2 separate regions of the Mus musculus genome follow, and region 1 is linked to region 2. The links are chromatin contacts, called in public promoter capture Hi-C maps. All regions are on one chromosome and are shown on one strand. The core of a region is the stretch at or near the end of the contact, and the rest is flanking DNA. Distances in the headings are between cores, read along the strand shown. Region 1 holds the start of Ush1g (USH1 protein network component sans). Region 2 holds the start of Slc16a5 (solute carrier family 16 (monocarboxylic acid transporters), member 5).

What was found. Capture Hi-C pulls out chosen DNA fragments and counts their contacts.
Region 1: a promoter capture Hi-C map of adipose tissue shows a contact between it and region 2. The contact joins the promoter of Ush1g here to the promoter of Slc16a5 in region 2. A contact is called at or near these places in 12 of 39 promoter capture datasets (HPC-7-derived erythroid cells, the SN4741 cell line, Sertoli cells and 8 more), 2 of 15 datasets of contacts at CTCF or cohesin (the NIH/3T3 cell line and embryonic stem cells), 39 of 484 Hi-C or Micro-C datasets (the AML12 cell line, the C2C12 cell line, CD4 T cells and 26 more), 17 of 115 datasets of contacts at active chromatin or transcription factors (the SCID.adh cell line, SST interneurons, bone marrow-derived macrophages and 10 more) and 5 of 9 other capture datasets (adipose tissue, embryonic stem cells, liver and 2 more).

The regions. Positions count from the first base shown.
Region 1 is chr11:115,318,573-115,323,228 of GRCm38.p6, reverse strand. It overlaps Ush1g (USH1 protein network component sans), which reads left to right and starts at 1,311. Exons shown (of 3, transcript NM_176847.3): 1 at 1,311-1,536; 2 at 4,027-4,656. The coding sequence starts at 1,373. It overlaps Otop2 (otopetrin 2), which reads right to left and starts at 699. Exons shown (of 8, transcript NM_001362400.1): 1 at 608-699; 2 at 128-304.
Region 2 is chr11:115,461,106-115,465,604 of GRCm38.p6, reverse strand. Slc16a5 (solute carrier family 16 (monocarboxylic acid transporters), member 5) reads right to left here and starts at 3,132. Exons shown (of 4, transcript NM_001080934.1): 1 at 2,798-3,132; 2 at 548-691. The coding sequence starts at 2,996. It overlaps Gm11695 (a long non-coding RNA gene), which reads left to right and starts at 1,891. Exons shown (of 4, transcript XR_001780362.2): 1 at 1,891-2,256; 2 at 2,530-2,655; 3 at 2,790-2,901; 4 at 3,372-3,695.

The DNA of each region.
Region 1 (4,656 bases), core at 62-2,561, 140 kb after region 2:
TGAAAGCTGTACCTTCCCTACCTGGCCTGGAAATATTGTACAGAGAGAAGAAGAAGCGGCCCTAGGCTGAATCCTTTACAAAGTCCCACTCCCCAAATCTGACAGTCCCCTGGCCAGGGACACGCACCTGGCTGCACCGGGAGCCGACACCAAGTTGGGGGTCAAGGGGCAGCAAGCGTCTCCTCTCTCCCACGCCGGGCTGGACCGGTGCTTTATACCGGAGAGGGCAGAGTGATTTACAGCCACAAGAGTTCGGCTCCATAAACCTCTCAGTCCCACTCACATGATCCATCTTTTCTCCGAGCTGAATTTAGGGAAGCCAGATAAGGTGAGATTTATATTTACCTGTTAAGATTCCCTTACCCTGTCGCGCTGGTGCTGCCAGGGTTCGGGCACGGCCCCATATTGCCGTACACAGAGGGTCCTCTGCCCCCCAGCGCCCACTGTAACCTGGTGCTCAGAGATCACACCCACCCAAAGACTGCAGAGCTGACCCCCACCCCCGTTGCCCGCTTGCACCTAGACTCCGTCGCAGCTCAGGAACTGGACGGAATTTTGGATCTTGCTTGCTGTCCCGAGATCGGGACAACAGTTCCTCTTTTCCCACCTGCCCTCAGAGTGATCCGAATTCGGTCTTCCTGTATCCCTACTACTGCTGCCCAGAGATGCTGGTTGGATGCTGCAAAGTCTGGTTCCCACGCGGTGCCCTCAATCGGGCTGCAGTCGTCTAGCGCCCCCTGCTGGAGAACTGTTGTTTGACACCCCCCCCCCCCCCACGAGTGTAGGCTGACCGCAGGACTGCTGCGCCCTGCTTGCGGATGAAGGTCTTGCGGTGGGTCCTCCTGCTCCTCTGGACCCACTGTCCTCCAGATCAGAATTGCCTCTCCATCCCACCCTCACACATTATTCGTCAGCTTTTCACCTGTCCTTTTGACTGGTGAAGAAATCAGGGAACCCAGCACCCGGAGTTCTGTCTAGGCCGTATTAAATGTCCCTATATTGGGCTTCAAGGGCTGCAACGCCAGAGTGGGCGCTTTTGGAGCGAGAGAACTGAATTTCACTTGAGTCACGTCTGTGTGCTGAAGAGCATGGCGTTTAGGACCCAGGGGAAGCTCCTGGGCGGCTCCCTGGGCAGTGAGAGATTTCCCCCCTCCCTTCCCCGGTGTGCAGCTCAGATGTCCCGGTAGTCTGTAGTCGTCTGTAGTCGCGGCTCTGGCGCTCCGCATCCACCATCTGCGGCAGCAGGGGCAGGCGGCCCAGGCCCCAGCCCAGCCCCTTCCCTCAACCTCATGCCTCAGCCCTAACCCGGCAGTCCTCCCCGTCCGGGGACAATTCTCGGTGCCCCTTGCCCGTCCCGTCCAACTTGGGCGCCATGAATGACCAGTATCACCGGGCCGCCAGGGATGGCTATCTGGAACTCCTCAAGGAGGCCACCCGGAAGGAGCTGAATGCCCCTGACGAGGATGGCATGACCCCGACTCTCTGGGCTGCCTACCATGGCAACCTGGAGTCTCTGCGCCTCATTGTGAGCCGCGGGTGAGTATGCCCTCTGCCTAGCCAGGAAAACCAGGAAGAACTTCCTGGAACCCGGTGTCCCAAACCTCATGGCATCACTTACCCTCTTGCCTGAGCTGCCCTTTCCCCCTACGGACAGACCCTAAGGTGGGGCCGTGCAGCCTGCTGTACTTAGAGAGACACAGGTGGAAGGGACATAAACTGAGCTTGTGACAGTTGTGGACTGGATGCAGGGATTAGAGGAGAGGAACTTCGATTTGGGGATCGGACCCATGATTATGGGATGGGGGCTGCAGAGGTATTCAAAAATCAGACACTTTGGGGGGGGGAGGGTGCCTGGAAGCAAGAGTGAAAGGTAGGTGGGAACCAGAGAGAAGGCTGGGAAATCTCCAGGGGCCTTGAACTGGGGAGGCCAGGAAGGAAAGACCTTCGCTGCCTACTTCCCAGTCTAGCAGCCAGAAAGGCTGTCCCTACAACTCCGCTAGCTCCCACGGACCGGGCTTCACCCTGACCTGTGCCTTCCTATCACTCTTCTGGGGTTTACAGGCACTGTCCACACTACCAAATGTCACTGGTTCCGCCACTGATTAACTCTCTGTATCCCTCCCCCTCTGCAGGACTCAGGAGTGGGGAACTGTAGTGTGTAGAAAGGACATCTGCCCTCCACCCCATCCTCTCTCTGGCGTTGTCCTGGGAGGGAGGGTGGGCACAGAGTCCAGGGGTCTGGAGGAGGAGTCAGGCAACGTAGATTCAGGGTCACTAAAGTGGTTTGGGGTGGGGGAAGGGGACTAAATCACATTACTGGAAATATCCTACCCACCAACAGTTTAGTAGGACTGGTGTGGCCTAGACAGGAAAAGGATGTCTCAAGAGGTCTCATGTGAACGTCTCAGGCTCTATCTAGGGGTCAAGGTCAGAGGCAGGGATTGTGCTGATCATGGAATTGGAGGGGACCCTGGATATGTAGGGACATGGTCCCCTCTTCTTCTGTGTCTGCTCCTTCGGTCTAGCAGCATGTGGGGACAGTGTGGAATGGTACAGCTGAGACAGAGCCCTACTCCAGGAGGGCAAACACTGCTACTATATCCCCTGCCCCTTCCATCATAGAGGCTCATGGGAGTCTCGTGCAGGAGCAAGGAGGGAGGTATGGAAGGAAAGAGAGCTGTCCAAAGCTCTGAGGTTCTAGAGACTTGGTAATCAGAGGGGGAAGCTGCGGGGAGGGGCGGTGTTGAGATAAGGGAGTGATTCTTCCCCCAGACCTGAGCTGGCCTTGTGGCCTCATTGGTGTGGGGCAGGGCCCCGTGCTAAACCCCGAGAGAGGCAAGATTCCCACGGAAGCCAGCAGAGTTGGGTGGGCTGGAGTCAGATGTGGAGGGCATTAGAGAGGGAGGGGGCAAAGCTCCGTAGGGCAGCCTGAACTAGGGAGAGCAGCGTGGCCAGGTCGCCGCCCTCTTCCTCTCTAGTTCTGGCTGTCCCCACAGTCCCCTTCTGGCTCAGGCCAAGACCCGACACCTGCTCTAACACTGGCATTGCCAGGCCTGGCCCCGCTCCCTGCAGACATGGCGGTGCCCACTGTGTACCAGCGCGCACCCTCTCACGTTCTCCCAGGCTTAAGCCTAACGTACACACACACACACCACCCTCTAGTTCTCTGACACAGTCACCCTGTAACATGTGGCTTCACAGGCCACCGCACCTGCCTAGAGACCCAGACTCAGGCCTGGCCCACCACCACTCTGGGCCAGCTCCCCGCAGGGCCCATGAATAATTCACTCCTTTCTCTCAGCGCATCAAATATTTATCCCCTGAGATTCCCAGCCTCAGTTCTCTAGGGGAAGGCCCGCCCCACCCCGCCTCCTAGGTAGCCCCGCCCCTTTGTGGGTTAGCTCTCTCAGTCTTTCTGTCTCTCTGTCTCTCTGTCTCTCTGTCTCTCTCTCTCTCTCTCTCTCTCTCTCTCTCTCTCTCTCTCTCTCTCTCTCTCACACACACACACACACACAGAGTTTTTGGTAATCCTGAAGCATCTGTTGACTCAAGCCTGCTGGTCTGGAAATCTAGGTCTCAGCCCCATGGGTTTATTTTAGGGTAGTGGTTTTCAATCTTCCTAACGCTACGACCCTTTAAATGCTAAGACTCTTTAATACAGTTTCCCCATGTTGATCACCAACCATAAAATTATTTTGTTGTTACTTCATAACTAATTTTGCTACTGTTATGAATCATAATGTAAAATATGAGATACAGGGTCATGATCCATAGGTTAAGAACTTCCGCTTTAGTGGCTGCTACATTCCAGGTCCAGGGGTTTGCCTTCTTTTCCTTCTTCTCCTCCTTCTCCTTCTTCTCCTTCTCTTTCTCCTTCTCCTCCTTCTCCTTCTCCTTCCCCTTCTTCATCTCCTCCTCCTTCTCCTCCTTCTCCCCCTCCCCCTCCCCTCCACAATATTCCAATTAGACCCCAGGTCTGGCTTGCTAAAGGGACTCATCCTACCTTTCCATCTGCTGTCCCTACAGGGGTGACCCGGATAAGTGTGACATCTGGGGAAACACACCCTTGCATCTGGCAGCTTCCAATGGTCACCTGCACTGCCTGTCCTTCCTCGTCTCCTTCGGGGCCAACATCTGGTGCCTGGACAATGACTACCACACGCCACTGGACATGGCCGCTATGAAGGGCCACATGGAGTGCGTACGCTATCTGGATTCCATCGCGGCCAAGCAGAGCAGCCTCAACCCCAAGCTGGTGGGCAAGCTGAAGGACAAGGCCTTCCGCGAGGCAGAGCGGCGCATCCGCGAGTGCGCCAAGATGCAGCGCAAGCACCACGAGCGCATGGAGCGGCGCTACCGGCGCGAGCTGGCCGAGCGCTCCGACACTCTCAGCTTCTCCAGCCTCACGTCCAGCACCCTGAGCCGACGGCTGCAGCACATGACGCTGGGCAGCCAGCTGCCCTACTCGCAGGCCACGCTGCACGGTACGGCCAAGGGCAAGGCCAAGATCCAGAAGAAGCTGGAGAGGCGCAAGCAGGGGGGCGAGGGCACCTTCAAGGTCTCTGAGGACGGGCGCAAAAGCGTCCGATCGCTCTCCGGCCTGCAGTTGGGTAGTGATGTGATGTTTGTGCGCCAGGGCACCTACGCCAACCCCAA
Region 2 (4,499 bases), core at 1,883-4,382:
CACTCTCAGCCCTGGCCTCTCGTATACTCTCAAGTATCTAAACATTCTTTAAAAAAAAAAAAAAAAAAAAAAAAAGCCGGGCGGTGGTGGCGCACGCCTTTAATCCCAGCACTTGGGAGGCAGGCGGATTTCTGAGTTCGAGGCCAGCCTGGTCTACAAAGTGAGTTCCAGGGAAGCCAGAGCTATACAGAGAAACCCTGTCTCGAAAAACCAAAAAAAAAAAAAAAAAAAAAAAAAAACCAAACCCACCAAAAAAAAAAAAAAAAAAAAAACCCAGAAGACTTATTTATTTTATGTATGTGAGCACACTGTCGCTGTCTTCAGACACAGCAGAAGAGGGCATCGGATCCCATTGGTTGTGAGCCACCATGTGGTTGCTGGGAATTGAACTCAGGACCTCTGGAAGAGCAGTCAGTGCTCCTAACCGCTGAGCCATCTCTCCAGCCCGTATCTAAACATTCTTATGTACCCAGCCCCCACACCTGACTTCTCCTCTAGACTATAAGCAGTTCCACCCACCCGGCACTTTCGAGAGAGTCATGGTTACCTGTGATCACTCCTGCGGTGAGGAAGAGGTGGGTGAGCGAGCCAGAGAAGGTGCTGACTACCATGCCCAGGCTGGCCAGCACACCCCCCAGCATCATGGTCACTCGGCAGCCGAAATGTTTGACCAAGATGCTGCACAGGGGTCCTGTAGGCAAGAAAGGTAGCAGTGGGTGAGGAGGTGTGGAGTCAGGGCACAGTAGGGCTGGGTGAGAGGTGCTCAGAGGAACTAGCCGGGGGCTTAAGAGATAACTAAAATCTGATAGCATGGCTTCTGGTCGCCACCTTGCCACAGTCTGGCCAGGTGGTCCCAGCAAAGCTGCCTCAGTTTCCTCCCGCTACAGTATGAGTGGTCGGACTAGCTGTTGAGCGGTGTAACCATGATAAGGACATGTGGAGGGCATAGCGAGCCCTTCACTAACCTCAGCCGAGAACAATTGCAGTTTGGGATCGCAGCCTACGTGAACATCCACCCTTGCTTGTGGTTTGCTCCAGAAAGAACCTCCTAGAACATTTGATCTCAGCATTCCCCTCCAGCCTTCCCTTCCACCCACCCCAACAGTCCAACCTCATACATCTGACCTGGGTCCTGGACCACTCTGCACCTCCTCACTCTGACCTTTGGAGTGCTAGGGAGAACATCAGACCAGATGTCTGCTCCCCTTGCTTGCTGGTTCCAGCCACCGCCCAATCCTTGCATCTAGGGCTGGAGAGCATGTTCAGTATGTAGGCCTTTGGCTCTTTTGGAGAGAGAGAGAGAGAGAGAGAGAGAGAGAGAGAGAGAGAGAGAGAGAGAGAGAGAGAGAGAGAGATTGAAAGGAGTGACAGAAAGATTGAGATTTGGAGAGGGAGAAAGAATAACACAGGGAGAGATTCTAAGAGGGGGAAATACAGAGACAGAAGCTGGAAGAGTGAGAGTCTGAGAGATACTGAAGGGAGAAGACTGAGAGAAAAAGAAGGAAGGAAGGAAGGAAGGAAGGAAGGAAGGAAGGAAGGAAGGAAGGAAGGAAGCCACTAAAGCAAGCCAACCTGAAGTTTCCTGAATCCAAACTTAAACATTCGGCTCCATGTAGAGCAGGGCCTGACTCACCCCAGTGACTTTCTCACTAATCCAACATTCTGGCCAGTAGAAACCAGTCGGACTGGCCAACTGCTCCTAGATATCTCACAGGCTCACATTCACAAGCATCCTGCTCCCAGGAAACACATACAATGGAGTTTCCCCCAGTTACTTTGCCAGAGGGCAGAGAAAGTGTGTGCACACAGAGCAGCACGCTCATGTGTGTCTTTGACGACGGGAGGAAGCATGGTGTGAACCAGTGAAGATCTGAGAACATCAAAGGGAGAGAGTATAACTGTCTTGGTGCTCACACGCAGTCTTGCCGACTCTGCTGCTGAGCGGCCTGCTCTGTCTGGCTACTGTCAAGTGAAAGGAGGCTTTGGTTGGGTGTGACGGCAGCTACACACAGTCTTCCCCACCTCCTAGACTTCACCCGCCTCAGGAAGGTGACCTTGGGAAGAGCTCTGAGTCATAGGGAGGGAGTGGAGTTGGGGCGGGGATCTTGAGCCACCTGTGTCCTCTGCTTTCAGTCCCCTCCCCGGTCCCCGGAGGCACTTGGTGCTTGCTGGCCTCTGCTCTCCAACCCTCTGGGTGAGCAATGGGCTCAACATGTTCCTGAAGCTACAACAGGGTAGTGAGCCCGAAGCTGGCTGGTAAGTTGGGGTTTTCACAGGATGCCTAGTCTCCAGTCTCTCACCGAGGCCCATCTCTAATTGACTAATAATTGACACCCCCACATATTTCCTAATTGCTCCTAGTTCCAGGACCCACGAGGTCTCTGTCACCACTTAACACAGGAGCTGGACAGGGTGCTGGCTGTTGTCTCCTTACTGTAGGATAGAAAGTCCTGGGAGATGGCCCAGCCTGGGTCTGATGGTCCCAGTACCAGCTGTCACTCAGAGTGTCATTGAATGCCTCTGCTCCAGAACAGTCACCAAGAGGACTCTGGGATCACGGATTGGATTTGTGCCTCAGGTGGCCCTCCGTCTCCCATCCCTAATGCAAAACAGCCCTCCCCCGACAGGACTCAGTGTAGCTGGGACTCTAGCCAGGTGAGCCAGGCCCTGCTCAGATCAAGCAGATCTCAGGAAGCCTATGACTTCAGAGAGAGGGATGTGGTAAGTCAGGAAGATCACGCCCTCCCCAGCCCCCCAACAGACCCTTCTTCCCACGCCTCCTCCTCAAGCTACTCACCCCCACCGTGGACCATGGCTCCCAGGATGGAAGGAAACCACGAGGTCTCACTGTTGCTGGCCTGAAAGTCGCGCTGCAGATCAGTGAAGAAGACACCGATGCAGGTGGGGAAGCCCAGGGTGAGGGCCTGCGTCACCAGGGAGGATAGGAGGACCACCCAGGCCCATCTGCCATCTGCTTGTTCCAGGGCCCGGGCCATTCTCAGTTACTGGTATTGCCACAGCCTTACTGGTCCTTTGTGACCGCAGCCTGGAAGGGAAGAGAATGCCCCTTGTGGTTGGCAGGCTGCCAGCCCTCCTCTGGCCCACCTGCCGCACCACCTGGGTGACTGAAACAGCTTCTTCCTTATGCTCCAGCCCTAAGTATCAAGGAGGGGCACCGCCCCCTGGGAGGTGACAAGAAGCTTTCACAGTGGCCTTGGCGTTTCCTTTACCCCAATTTCCAGGGACAGCCTGGCTGGAGGTGGCAGGGGTGGGGCAGGCAGTGACCAATGGTACAGGTAGGGCAGCAGAATTCTCTCTAGGGATTACGTCATCTGACGAGCACCTTCGAAACCATTTGATAACTATTCCAGGAGGATCAGACCGTGGGCGGGTAAAATGCTGGTGTCTCCCAAAGTGGACATGGACCTGTCTCCAAACTTCCATTATGAGCTGCCCATGTACCAGCACCAACTTTCCTACCACCGGGAGATCAACCTGAGCTCACCACCAGCGAGCAAGCTGGCACAGGAGGCACAGATGCCAGCTCAGCAAGGACAGCCGAGCTGCAGGCTTGCAGAGAGAAGCCTTTGAAACCACCTTACCACACTCCCTTTACAAGGTGTGGAAGATCAAGAGTGGGGCTCCACAGCTGTGCTGAATCTTGTTGCCTGCAAGGGGCTTTTTCTGAGTATACACACACACACACACACACTTACACAGGTACAGAGACAGGCATGGATACATGTACAGTCCCACAGTCACTCCAGGACACACACACACACACACTATTTACCCCCCAACCCCCACCCCAATCACACAAAATATATGCAGATACAGTCAGGCCTATCTCAGTTCGATACCATCACCCAGGCCCCATACCTAGCCTCATGCAGAACCCCCAGCAGTTTTAAGCCCGCCCCCTCTCTCCCCTCCCCCGCCCTGCCCAGTGACATTCCTTTTCTGACTCCCCTGTTCCCAGGTATCCTCAGTCCCTTCAAACTCTGGGTGGTGGGCAGTCTGTGAGTGGAAAGAGACTTTGTCTTGGTTTAAAGCAATAGACTGTATCAGCTGCTGTTCCCACAAGGCCCCCTCTCTACCTTTTTGTTTTTGGAATCTGGGAACTTCAGATGCCCTTAGAAATAGGAAACTCTCTCTCTCTGTTCCTCTGTTCCCTTTGCTCTCTATTCACTCCATTTCCCCCCCTCTCTTTCTCTCTCTCTCTCTCTCTCTCTCTCTCTCTCTCTCTCTCTCTCTCTTTCTTTCTTTCTTTCTTTCTTTCTTTCTTTCAGATTTACTTATATGTAAGCACACTGTAGCTGTCTTCAGACATCCCAGAAGGGGGCATCAGATCTCATTAGGGATGGTCGCCCGCCCGGGTATAGGATTCTTGTTCACTCCCGCTCGTCTTCCCCTCAGCCTCCTGTAGCACTGGGGCACCAGCTGGCCCCAGAATTTTAAAACGGAGAAGTGGACCAGGCCCTGTTCTGAGCTCTGCGTTC